2 separate regions of the Sus scrofa genome follow, and region 1 is linked to region 2. Evidence: chromatin contacts called from public HiChIP or PLAC-seq data. All regions are on one chromosome and are shown on one strand. The core of a region is the stretch at or near the end of the contact, and the rest is flanking DNA. Distances in the headings are between cores, read along the strand shown.

Evidence for each region. HiChIP or PLAC-seq counts read pairs in DNA pulled down with a chosen protein or histone mark.
Region 1: an H3K27ac HiChIP or PLAC-seq map of skeletal muscle shows a contact between it and region 2. The contact joins the promoter of SMG7 here to the enhancer-like site in region 2. A contact is called at or near these places in 2 of 5 promoter capture datasets (fetal skeletal muscle and liver), 15 of 47 Hi-C or Micro-C datasets (embryonic fibroblasts, fetal heart ventricle, fetal skeletal muscle and 8 more) and 2 of 2 datasets of contacts at active chromatin or transcription factors (alveolar macrophages and skeletal muscle).

Annotation. Positions count from the first base shown.
Region 1 is chr9:124,693,687-124,700,105 of Sscrofa11.1, reverse strand. SMG7 (protein SMG7) reads right to left here and starts at 3,674. Exons shown (of 22, transcript XM_021063792.1): 1 at 2,464-3,674. The coding sequence starts at 2,492. NMNAT2 (nicotinamide/nicotinic acid mononucleotide adenylyltransferase 2) reads left to right here and starts at 2,195. Exons shown (of 14, transcript XM_021063806.1): 1 at 2,195-2,631; 2 at 5,488-5,620.
Region 2 is chr9:124,524,889-124,531,969 of Sscrofa11.1, reverse strand. NMNAT2 (nicotinamide/nicotinic acid mononucleotide adenylyltransferase 2) reads left to right here. Exons shown (of 14, transcript XM_021063806.1): 6 at 477-544; 7 at 2,694-2,772; 8 at 6,250-6,376. Among named protein-coding and RNA genes, the nearest start is that of LAMC2, 100 kb to the right of the region's middle. Within about 2 kb of position 5,614, at least 38 of the 83 cell types and tissues checked have an H3K27ac peak or open chromatin away from gene starts, as enhancers often do. A contact at or near this core is called in fetal skeletal muscle, liver and skeletal muscle, where this site is marked.

The DNA of each region.
Region 1 (6,419 bases), core at 2,425-4,924, 170 kb before region 2:
TCAAGACATTCTCAAGTATGGACGGCTAATCAAATAGGCTTTCTCTGGTCCCCCTGTGTATATAAAACAGCACAACCCTGTCTTGCTTTATTTTTCTTCCTAGTACTTGTCACCACCTGGTAAACATATTTATCTGTTCATACGGTTATTGGTTACATCCTTCTATTAGACCATGCCTTCCTATGTTCACTCTTTTGTTCACCACCGAATCCACGGTGCCTAGAATATAGTAAGTTCCCAAGACATACTTGTGGCAAGAATGGATGGATTCTGACATGTCACACACAGTATAGCAAATCTGGAGTTAGAAGCCCTACATCTGAGTTAGAGTTTCCACATACCAACATATGATCCTCAACAATTTTTAACTTCTTTGGGCTATACTTTATCTGTAAAAAGAAGAGTTCAAACTTGGTAATCTATGAAGCTCTTTTCCAGCTACATCATCTTAAGGTCTTGATTAACTCGACTGAACACCTGCCCTGGCCCCCACCCCCCTTTCTATGGATCTCTACTCGGTTTCTTTCCTTTTGGATTCCTCCTTCTCAATCCACACTTGTCAGAATACTGTTTATCCTTAAGGTCCCCTTAAGTGTCATTTTATTCCTGAAGCCTAACAAACTTTAAATTCTCTAAGAGGAGGATGAAGTTCTTATTTTTCTATTCTCAGTAGTCAGTACAATGCCTCCCATATAGGTGATCGACAAAACGACTGATGAATCATGTGTATGAATGAGCAAATAAACAAAGGAAGCTTTTCCTGATCCACCCCAATTGCTCAGGTAATCTCCTGCCTTTGGACTCTTACAACACTTGGCATCTTTTATGATCTTTACCATATTTTACTCACCTAATACACACTTGTCTGGAAATTCCTTAAAATTAAGGACCATCCTAATAGTTTTCCATATTCCCTTCTACAGCATCTATTATACATCTTTGTCACAGTTGTATATATTAGTTTATGTGACATGTTAAACAATCAAGAGATAATAAAGGAGAAGAATGGACCTCAATGTATAGGTATTATTCCAACTACCTGCTATTGGGCATATATGTTGTATTATGGATCCTGTACCCGTTAAACTTGGGGATTCAACAATAATTGAAAGATCTCATTTCCTCCTTTGCACACTCTGCTTAATAAAACTATTACTACTTTCAAAAGTAGAATAGCTACCCTCATGTATCACTTAACTACATACCTTCCTTCCAACACACATGCAAGGATCCATTTTCACTTCACTAAACAGCTTAAGTGACTTTGGGCTCATTTCAGACTTCTACCCCATCCAATTCCCTCCTCCACAAGGTGTGAAACCACTTTTTAAAGCATTTTCCCATAAGTGAGCCCTTTTAGTTCTGTTAAAGCCAAAAAGGACCCGTTTCAAGGCCTTCCTTCCCCCTTCTAAGCAGTGGCAACTCCTTAATTAACCTCAGGTTCCAACAATCTTTTTATTTTTCCCTGCCATCAGGATTTTGACCCTCGTTTACCTCTACCCCCACCTCCAAGCTCTTAGTCTGCTTCCATGGAACCTTCTTAGCTGCACAATAGCTGGTGTCTTTCTGTTCAATATGCTCTCGCCATCATGCACTTGGTTCCACTGTGTCTGCATCTTCTTCCACCTACAATATGCATCAATCGCCCCCCTTAATCCTCCCCAGATACACATACTCTCACACTCTATACCCATGTGTCACACTACCCCCCCACATACAAGTGCTTAACACCACTCTTAAGCCACACGACACTTAGAATGGTACCTTCCAAATGCACTGATTCTAACCCAGGTTCTTTGGGGGAACCCAACCCCGTCCACAGTACCTCCCTCTTTCCTCACTTCCTCATCCATTCCCCTTCTTTACGCCTCCAACCCCCCACCCGCCAACTAACTACAGATGACATTATTCCTCCGTATTTCCAACCCCAGAATGAAGAACAAACTCCAGCTTCCTGCGGTCTCTCGCTCCACTAGTCCTTCCTTCCCAGCCCCCTACTCACCCCAGGTGTGCAGACTTCCACCTCGTCTTCTCCCCATGCATCGCTCTAGCCAATCCCACACCACACCAGGTTTCTCCGCCACCCGCATCAGACTCCTCCACACCCACCTTCACTCGGGGTCGCGGCCGCCTCTGGGAGCGCCTCTCCCCACCCCTCGCCTGCGAGCCCGCGACCCGGGGCGCGCGCACACACACGTTCTCACGCTTTCCTAACCTCCCTCCCCGCACCGAGAGGAGCCGGCTTCGCTGGAACTCAGGCCGGCCCGTGGGGGCTAGGCACCCATGTGTGTGCCCGCTCCGCCCCCTCCCGCAGAGCCTCTCGCAGCCCCCGCCTCTCCGTCGGAGAACGAGAGGACACAGCAACTCCCCCGCCACCCCGGACATACCACCTCTGTGTCTGTTGCTCCATGCCCGAACCTTCGGTCCGCTCCCCTCTACGTACGGGCCGTCCTCGGCACTCACCGGAGATACTGCGCGCTCTGCAGGCTCATCCTCCGCCGCCCGCGTCTTCCCGCGAAGCCTCTGTGGGTCTCTCAGGCTCCTCGGAGCGGCCCCGCGGCACCGCGGGTGCTGGCGGCCGCCGCCATCTTCCTCTCCTCCGGCTCCTCCTCGCTCGGCGGGGGGGTGGGGGTGAGTGAGGCGAGGGGGAGGGAGCGGGGAAAGCTGCTCTCGCTGCTGCTCCGGCCCGTGGGGCGCAGGGACACTCCGACCCGGGAGGGGGAGGGGGAGGGAGGAGGGATGGGGGCGGGGGAAAGAGGAGGGAGAAGTAGAGGAAGGAAGTGTGGGGGTCTCTCTCGCGAGATTTCAGCGGCGCCGGTCCCTCCTGGCGATTTCCGCCTTTCGGTAGCGCTCCCTCTTGGGATCTGTTAGCTCGGCTGCACCTGCGCGGCTGCTGAGTAGCCCGCTGGAGACGCTCGGCGGCTTCCGGCCAATCCACCCCTCTCCTCCCGCGCGAGGGGGCAACCCCACCCTCACCGGGAACATTGAGCCCAAATCAACTGGGAGTTACACTGAAAGTCTTCCCCCGTCTTTCCACTCCACCCAATTTCTAGCTTCCTTTTTCCACCCCTCCACTCTTCCGTACCGGAAACGCCTCCCCTTCCTCGTACAGTTCCGGCCGCCAGTCCCTCGTTTCTGATCTGCCCTCGAGCCCTAGAGTGACGCTAAAGGACCCCCCTCCTTTTTTTCTGCGGCCCCTCCCCCTTCACGCTGGGAGACTGTTGGAGGGGATAGGGTGGAGCCCCAGGGAAGAAAAGAAACCAATCGGATTGGATAAGCAGCTGCCAAGGCAACTGAAGGCTGCAGTTGTATTGTCATAGTAACCAATTTGTGCGCACCGAGTGACCCTCCCTTGGCGAGTGGATTCCCGGAGAAGTGCCCAGGGTTCCCCCTTGGCTTCCCTTCCATCCAAAGGCTTCCCCTCAGGTTGGGAATACGGGTAGTTCTCTTGGGGAGTGAAGTTCATTTCCTCCTCCCTTTCCCTTTCCCGCAGCGATGGGGGAGACCCCGAGGCATTCACCATGGGCTTTTCCACCCGCCTACGGGCGGAAACCACCTCCATAGTTTTCCTCTCCGTGCGAGGTGTGCGGAGGGCCGGGCCTGCGAGGACGATGCGGAGCCTGCAGGCTGGTGGGCGGCGGGCTGGAGCTGGTAGGGCGGAACGGTGGCGCTTGGCAGCTAGGCGGGCGAGGGGTTTCCCCACAACTGCCTCGGGCTCTGGGAGGCGGGATCCCGCCTGGACGGGGTCCCTGAGGGAGGAGAACGGCACACGACTGCCGAGATCCCTCTTCTGCCGACAGAGACGTCCGACTTTCCCCGGCGGGTCGACCCCTTACAGAAATCCCCCAAACCCCACCCCACACACAGCCTCGGTGACCGAATCTTCTCAGAGTTCCCCTCGTGGCCTTCCCGAGCCACCTCCTGCCGCAAGGAGGCCAGAGTGAAAGTGGAAACACATCCTGGAAGGCTAACAAGTGGTCTTTAGAGCTGGGGATGTGGTGAGACGCTGATGACAGCCCTCTCTCTCAGAGGATGATTCCCCAGTGGGGGTCCCCCTTAATGATCAAAAGCCGACCTCCAAGTTCCTTTCTCCTCTACAAACTTCCGGTTCTCTCAGGGTATTTTAGGATTTTGTCATTTTGTATCTTTTGGGTTGGAGAGGAGGCGTTGGGTAAAATAGTATCAAGAAAAACTTAGATACTGGTGCAAAGTTCCAATGACAGGCTTCTAGGAAAAGGATTTTCATTCTTTGAACAAATGGTTTTGAATGATTATTATGTGTGTTTTGTCTCCAAAAGGCAGACTAAAGAATGGGATCAATGATAATAGAGTGTCCAAGATGTAGCTGGAGAAGTGGTCATCTAATGGTTTGAAAGGATTATTTGACATTTTTTCGATTTGTATTGTGGAGTCATTTAAATAGCTATCCCAAAGTACTTTAGGCTATGTAATCATATAAACCTCTCCAGGAATACAGCTCTCATTGAATAGTTGAAATCGGAATTTTTAAAGGGCCATTTTGGTTTCGGTTTGGTTGAGGTACCTGATTTCTGCTGTCTTTTGTGCTAGGTGAGAAGGCGCTTTCCTGATCCTTCCCTGAAACTGCACCTGTTAAAAGGCCCGACCGATGTCTGTCTATGTGTAAATTTGGAGGAAATGAAAATACCAGATACTTTGAAATAAATCCCAAGGACATTATAATTAATGAAATAGAAACTGAACTCTGCCCGGAGTGCTTCAAGCACCTTCTGTGATGCAGTGTGACACGCATTGATTGCAGCTGTACAATGCCTCCTTATCCCTGCCACCCACTCAGAGGAAAGAGAGCCACCTAGTGAAAGGTTGTTCTCATCTCTGGTTAGGGTCCAGCTTTTCCTTTAAACCTGTGAGCCCAAGGATGGAGATTAATGCTATCTAAAACTACCTAAAATACCCTGCATTTCCTTCCTGAAATTTATTGGTTAGATTTTTTTTTTCTTTTTTTTAGGGTCTCACCTGTGGCACATGGAAGTTCCCAGGCTAGGGGTTGAATCAGAGCTGCAGCTGCCGGCCTACACCACAGCAATGAGGGATCCAGGCTGCATCTGTGACCTACACCACGTCTCACAGCAACGCTGGATCCTTAACCCACTTGAGTGAGGCCAGGGATCAAACCCAAGTCCTCATGGATACTAGTCGGGTTCATTAATGCTGAGCCACAACAGAAACTTCTGTACTGGTTATATTTTTAAAAAGATCTTAGCCAGAATAAAAATTTTATGTTATGTAAAATAATCACCCCCTTGGCAGTCATAACATCCTTTATATCAGGCTTTTATCTCCTGTCAACAGTATATGAGCACAAATCATGAGATTACTGACAAGCAATATAGGAAAATATTACTGTCTTTTCATTTTGGAAATAAAGAAACTGGGATCAGAAAAATGAATCCTTTTATTGTTTAGTGTTATTCAATAGACATTTACTGAGCACTCATTGTGTTTCAGTCACTGTCCAGGTTACTACACATACCACCATGGAGGAGACATGGTCCCTGTCTTGGAGGAATGCACCTTTTGGCAGAGATGCCAGAGAATAAAGAATTGATTAGGATCCAGTATGAAGGGTGTGGCAATTAAGGTAAGAATAGAGTGCTTTAGGTATGCAGATGAAGGTGAAACATAGAAATAAATCTCTGTATTATATAGCAGTTTTCCTAAGAATCTTATAAGATTCTTCAATACCTTTAGTGTCCCTGCAAACTAGATAGAATAGTAACATCTGCATTTTATAGATTATAAAACAGTGATGCCCATCTTGAAAATAACTTTTAAAAATCAATAGGACACAGAAAAATTATGACCCAAATTTGCATACTGCTTAATTCATATTTTACAATCTCAGGTCTTTCTACTGGCCCCCATCAATAGATTTGTAGAATGTAAGCATCTGTCTACAGTATTGTTCATTTTTTTCCCCTGCAGATATAGATTACACCTCCACCAAAAGAAATTATATATGAGAAGCTGTTTCATTTCGTTTAATCCTATCTGATCTTAAGTTTTTCAATTTATGCCTAAATGATTTTATGGAACGATTACAAGCTAGCAGACCTGAGTGTGCATCCCAACTCTGTCATCTCAGTCTCTGAACTTGAGTTTCTTACTTGACCAAAGTGGAAAAGTTACCTATTACAGGCTTCCTGTGAACTTCCTGTGATGATATAAGTGACTGAATATATGCATGCCTGACATACAACCCTGGCACTTGATAAATGTTGATTTATTTTTTGCCCTCTTGCTCTTATATCAAGTTAAAACTAATAATTTCAAACTACTACAGCATAACATTATTTTTTTAAATGGCAGTCTATCTTGTTTGTCTGAAATATGCATAGACCTGACACACAAATTTATTCTCATTCAGTGCTATAAGATAG
Region 2 (7,081 bases), core at 4,365-6,864:
TTTAGAAGAAAAAGACCTATCCCTCTTATAATCTGATTTAGAATTCATTTCCCTGCCCCTCCATCCCTGCTGCACATCTCAGACCATGTAGAAGCTCTCCTGGTCCTTCCTCTCCTCCCCCAGGTCCAACTTGGTGGGTTCTGGGGACATCACCAGCCAGACCGAGCCGTGAGACAAGGCAGCACTTGCCAAGTTAAGTCTCATGCCTGTGCTGGGCGAACACTGGCTGCTCGGTCAGTTCGAGGCTCACTTGTGGCCCTGTTGGGGGTACACTGCACACACCTTCTAACTCCCGCCCCCCACCCCCTGCCCTTCCATGGCTGTGTGTGGCAGATGGACACGAAGAGGGCTCACACCTCATTCTCTGTCACCACTGAACAACGCTGCATTTTTATAGTGGGGTGGCTTGGGATGAAGACTTGGGGAGGCTGTGGGGTCACAGCGAACCTCCCAACCACTGCTCTGTTGCTTCCCAGGGCCTTGTGTCGAGCAGGCACCGTCTCATCATGTGTCAGCTGGCCGTCCAGAACTCCGATTGGATCAGGTAGGGCTGGCCCCATGAGGCCAGAGGTGGGTGGCCCTGCTCCCTGGGGATGGGTGGAAAAAAGGAAGAGTCCCCACAGCAATTTGGACCCCACAGGAGATGGGGGTAGGTATTAGCCCCACGCAGGCAATAATTACGTAAACATTCTGGGGTGGCCCAACTGATGACTTTATTTTTTAACCAAGCTATGGAGCCCATGAAACTGAAGAGAGGACTTTCAGGGTTTCATCTGCTCTGGCACTTTTGAATTCAGGGATACACGCCGAGCTTCCAAACACGTCTTTGGGACTGGGGTGAGGCAGGGCCAGAAAATGAGAAGTACCCTTCCCCTCCATCCCTGCTCACTTCCCTGAGCTCTTGCTACCTTTCAGGGAGTGTCCCCTGGCCTGGGCTCTTCCCTGTTCCTGAACTCAGGCTCCCTAGGGTGCACAGAGGTGCGGGGCGAGCCCGCGCTGGCCGCCTTTCCCTCCAATGGTCCCTGCACAGTCCTCTCGCTGAGATGGCAAACCGTCATCCGTCCTCCGTTAGCCGCTGGGCTTGTGGTGTAATTAAAGCAAGCTTCCACTAATTATGCTAATTGTGCTCCCCCAAGCTCCTGCGGTTATAATTTGCATAAGAAGATGACGGTTAAAAAAAAATAAGGGCACACCATTTGTACTGTAATTTCCCCCCATGGAAAAATAAGCAGCACCTAGAGGTTTCCATGAAAGGAGAGAAATGAAGGGCAGTTGACCTCAGAATGAGGGCTGCAGAGAGTGAGCGGAGACAAGATGGGGTGGGCGGAAATGAGGGCAGCGAAGGAAAGCAACAACAACAATGAAATTGTGATCCAGGCCGTCCGTGTGCAGGGATTTGTGTGAGCAGCCTTGCCCTGTACAGACCTCTCGTCCCCCACCCCCGACTTAGACGTCAGCTAGGGAGACGGCTCGGAGGAAGGCAAGGAGCTTGAGAGCCAACAGCGCATCTGTGATCCAGTCAGGAGAGACGTGAAGCCCCTCGCACTGTACCTCATGACCTCAGGATCTCAGGGGACAAGGGGACCAGTCAGGACATTCTGGGCAGGAGACTGTTACTGCTTGTATGTGACTAGAAGCTTCTGAAATAACTCCCTCATTCAGTCAACAAATCCTTACTGAACACTCACGGCCTGCCCTGCCCTGCCCTGCTCCAGGCACTGGGACAGCCAGAATCTCGAGAATTGAGGCTTGGAGCTAGCTTTAGAGATAGGGGCTGGGCACGCTGGGGCCTGTTTAGCCAGGTCAGGTGTCTGCTCATCTCAAGGGGGGAGAGTGGTCAGGGATCTTCGGGGAACCAGGCCCAGGGCAAGCTGGGTCTCGAAGGGTTCTTAGTTTGTGAGCTCTCCGCTCTGGGAACTTTCGGTGTGCTGCGTGATGGGAGGTGGGCAGGGAGCGTTCAGCTGCTAAGAACATGTTTGAGAAACATCCCAGTTTAGCAGCTCATTAAGTTGGCAGTTAAGCCCGAGTGCTCTATCAGTCTGGCGCTGGATCCCTGCTCACTTTCCATCCTGGAAGTGCAGCAGGTGTGGGCCAGTCTTCCGGGCCGTGCCTTGGGATCTGGCTGTCATGATCACCTCCATGCCCACAGAGCGCCCCACTGCACAGGGAGGTGGACACATGCAGATTCCCCAGGGCAGGTAACTGCAGTCACCACTGGATGAGGGCCTGGCTCATTGAATTCTTATCACAATCCCGTAAGATCCAGAGAGTTCCCGTTTTGCAGGTAAGAATCAGAGCAAGATGCTATACTAGTCCCCTTGGATATAAAACACATTGACCCCTTCTCATAACCCCACAAGAGAGCTATTATTCTCAGTTCTGTTCTACAGATGGGAATGTGAGCACCAAAGGTCAGCTAACCTTCCCCAAAAACCCCACAGTTGGGAAGATCAGGTGCTGGGATTAACCCTGGCCGGTCTGGTACCAGCATCTGTTCACGTGACCCTCTGTCATACTCCTCTCATTTTGCAGAGGGGAAACCGAGGGGCAGGAAGGTGATCTGAGCCCATGTTGTATCCGATTCGAGATCTAAGTCCACGGTATGACCAGGTCTGCTAAGCTTGTTGAGTGCTGTGTCCGTAAGGATAGAGTGTGAGAATGGAAACCAAGGGAAACATCTTTCTGATTGTCAGGGTGGACCCGTGGGAGTGCTACCAGGACACCTGGCAGACGACCTGCAGCGTTCTCGAACACCATCGGGACCTCATGAAGGTGAGCTGGGCCCAACAGCCCACAGAAGCCGGGCAGGCCAGGCAAAGGGTGTCTCCTGCTTCTTGGCCATTAGTGGCGGAGGCCAGGCTCTGAGCAGCACCCAGGAGGGCAGTGACTTAGGAACCCAGAGCAGCACCAGAGGCTGCTCCCTGCCTGGATGTGACCTGGGGACAGTTTTCATCTTCTGGCAGTGAGTTTGAGGTGGGCTTAAGATCACAGCTGGAAAACTTTGGAAAGGGAGGAGAGAAGGAGGACCAGACAAAGAAAGTCAGGAGGAGAGGGGGCGCTGGGCAGAGGAACCAGCATCCAGGTCCTCCTGCCGCACATCTTGGGCACCCAGCGGTCCTCTCACTGCAGCTTAGCACGCTGGGACTGGAGTGCTCCTGACCCACGGGCATCGCCGTCATGAGAACATTCCTCCTCACGAGAGCCCGAGGGGAGTTCCCGTCATGGCTCAGTGGTTAACAAATCCGACTTGGAACCATGAGGTTGTGGGTTCAGTCCCTGGCCTCACTCAGTGGGTGAAGGATCCAGCGTTGCCATGAGCTGTGGTGTAGGTCGCAGATGCGGCTCAGATCCGGCGTTGCTGTGGCTGTGGTGTGGGCCGGCAGCTATGTTGATCTTTGTCTGTGGCTGGGGAGGGCTCAGCATCAGGCTCAGCAGAGGTGAGGAGGATGGATTGCTCTGATTCGACCCCTAGCCTGGGAATCTCCATATGCTGCGGGTGTGGCTCTAATAAGACAAAAAAAAAAAAAAAAAAAAAGAGTCTGCGGGCAGATGGTGTTCTCAGCCTCGTTTTATCTGTGGGTAAGAGGAAGCACCGAGAGGTGAATTGGGGTCTCTGAGGACACAGTGACTGCCTAGTCCACACAAGGGGTGCCCGGGCTGGCGGCAGGAGGCAGTGACAGAGGAGCTGGTTGCTGGTAAGCACAGGTTCCACACCAGCCAGCAGCACCGGCCGCATGTGCAGAAAGCAGCCTTCGCAGATCAATACCAACCCATCGACTCCCACCCAGACAGGATGAAAAGCCCGCCCACCGAGACAGGCTGCAGTCCCTCCTCCTCCCTCCGCTGAGCCTGATGCTGAGCCCTCCCCAGCCCCCGGCAGAGATCAAAATGGCATCTTCGGGACACAGGGAGCGCCTCCCTCCCACCTGCGTTTGCCGTCAGAGGGCCTGTCAGAATCTTCTCCTTGGAGGGCTCTCAGCAGCCCCAGAGCCCCCACACTCCACCAGCTGTGCACAGTGCTTTATTTCAACAGTGCTGGATCTTGGGGGCTCCAGGCCACCCAGGAAGTCAAGAGCAAGGGCAGTAGAAAGGACTGGCTGGCTGCGGCTTCACCTGTTAAGTTCCTTCCCCGTGGAATTGAAGAAATCCCATCCCCCTTCTTTCTGCTTTCAGAACCCTTCACACACATCCTGAGTCTGTCCTGGGCCCCCTGGAAAGGACTCTGACATAGAGTGGCGCTGACCTGCTCCTCTGGGCTGGTCTGAACAGCAGCAGTGATCAAAGACCTCTCCTCTTGCTGTATAAGGATGTATCGGTCAGGACAGGCTAAGATAGGCCAACATCCTTCACATCTCAGTGGCTTCACATGAGTGAATTTCTCACACTACATGTCAGCTGGGGACGCGGCTGGGGACCAGCGCTCCTTCTGCTCACCCAGGAGCTGCAGGCTGCACGATGGAAGGGAGGAACCAGGGGCCCCGCAGGCAGGCCTGAGCCCTGGCTATACCAGCCAGGAAGCCTGGCTGCTGTTTCTGCTGTCTAGATGTCTGGGCTTCTCGAACCCTCCCTCTGTTACTCATGCCCAGAGGCAGGAGTCTGGGCCAGTGATGCTTGGCTGGGGCCGCAGCTGTTGCGGTCATGGTCATAGACCCGCAGCTAATGTCAGTCATGATGCACTTTGGAGTGGGAGCTTGGAGCTGCCTGTCTCCCCAGTCCCAGCGTCAGGCCTGTGTTCCTGCGTGGAAAGCAAACCTCTTGGGGGGGGAGGAGAGAGACGCGGGATGGATAGGTGATACAGGCTTTTGAGAACATGGGAGCACGTGGGGGCAGAGTGGAGCAGGTGGCTAGCACTGTTCTCCTCCAGCACCAAACAGGTCCAATGGGACGAATGATGCACACGCTGCAGGAGGAAGAAAGTCCTCAGTTACCACACCAGTTATTTGATGGGCATGTGGCATTTTCTTTCCTGGAGGTGAAATCATAATAAAAAAGGGCAGACTGTCCCCTCCACTCCACTGGCTGCAGCTGGGCGGAGACTCCCACAAAGCCGGCTGAGAAGACCCCCGTGGTCCCCGACCTCAGCTGGCCCCCAGATGTGGCCGGATGCTGTCGTGACCATCTCCTGTCAGGAATACTGCAGCAGTGACAGGTCACCCCACAAGAGGGAATGCCTGCCCTTCCAGGGCTTGGGAGGACTCACACGCTGCTCTGGCTGCGGGATTGCGGGTGGAAGATGTCTTGGAGGGTGACCTCAGCCCTGGGACTTGGGGACCCTCTGGCAGCCAGACTCAGTAATGCGGAAAGGGTGATGGTTGGCTTTCAGGGAAGGGACCTTGAATAAGCAAGGGCTCTGGGAAGCTAAACAGATTGAAAATTCATCCTTTGTTTCTCTCTCCCACCCACTCAGGCAAAGGGGCGGGGGTTGCTTCTGGGTCAGCTGTGAAGAATGCTGCGTTATCAGTTCTGTGTTTTCTGTGGCCCTAGAGAGAAGCAGCGGGCCAGATAACACGGGACAATGGATAATACACATAGAATTTCCGTTTGGCTCTGGAATGTGCATTCACACTGTGAGCAGGCGCAAGAGTGCCCAGAACCCCGCCCCCCCTTCCTGCAGCACAAACACATCCTGCTCTGCCTGGCACCACTCCCGGCCTGGCCCTGCCATTGGCATCTCTGGCCTGGAGAGGTGGCAGGTGGTGATAGCGCCTGGTGTTTGTATGACCTTTCCCAAGCTTGTACAGCCCTTTTGCAGACATGACCTCATTTGAGCCCCATGAAGCAAGGGGGGGTGGAGGGGCAGGTATGCATGATCCGCAGGAGGTCACAACGTGTACAAAGTTCCTGCTACATGCCGGATGCACTAGAGGCACTCGGTGTGTGTTCGCTTGGGTAATCTTGCCGCAACCCAGAAAGGCAGCTCTGTTCCCTCTGTGTGTCAGGTTCCTGAATGGAGATTCAGGGGCAGTTAAGTAGCTATCCAAGGTCACACAGCCAGAGGGGGGCAGAGCTCAAACTCGAACCCAAGTCTGTGCATCAACACATCCCGTGCTTTTTCCCATTGAGCTCTCTTGCCTCCTGCCAGCCTCGTGTGGTCATGGGACAGCTGGGTCTAGAACCCACCCCAGTCCTCTTTCGCAGCTCCAGGACACCTCACGATGGTGGACAAGCAGATGAGCATTTGGCAATAACTGGGAAACGCTTGCGTAAGTCACTTGGCTAATGTCACCGACTCTGCCCTTCTTCCCCTAGCGGGTGACTGGCTGCATCCTCTCCAATGTTAACACACCCTCCATGACACCTGTCATCGGACAGCCCCAGAATGAGACCTCCCAGCCCATTTACCAGAACAGCAATGTGCCCACCAAGCCCACGGCAGGTAAGGAAACGTTGCTATAGAACAGTGGTCCTCAAGCTTCAGAATTGCCTGGATGGCTTGTTCAAATCCAGATCGCTAAATGCCACCCCAGAATTTGATTCAGTGGGGCTAGGAGGAAAAGAATTTGCGCTTTTAAAAAGGTGACGCTGATGCTCTGGTCCAGGGACTGTACTTTGGGAACTCTTAATATAGAGCATCAGAGAGAAAGAGCCGCAGTGAAAGAGACAGGGACAGAGACAGAGAGAGAGACGGGGTGATGGTGCGCATTTTACGTAAATGTGGTTGCCTTAACCGGGGATCGAAGCTGCAAAGGGGGAGTTTTCTCTGCCTTTTCCAAGGGGTTGAGGATCTTGCCCAGGGTCACAGAGCAGGGATGTAGCGGGGCCAGGAGTCAAACCCAGGCACTCTGTAGCCAGAGCCCCACACCTCAGCCATCCCTTTGGTGACAAAGAGCAGCACCGCCCCAACACTTAGCCAACAGCTAGTACTATATGCTTGCACGGTGCTCAGTGCTTTACAGGGGTTTTCATTTAATGCAGTACTTCTGTGATGTAGATACTCTAGTCTTGTTTACAAAGGGAAAACAGCTTCAGAGAAGGTAAGTGATTTGCTTAAGGTCACACAGCTCAGGAGTAGAAGAGCCAGAGTTCATGTTTAGAACTGTCTGATTCCAAGGTCCATGTTCTAGGATTTTCTTCTAGGCCA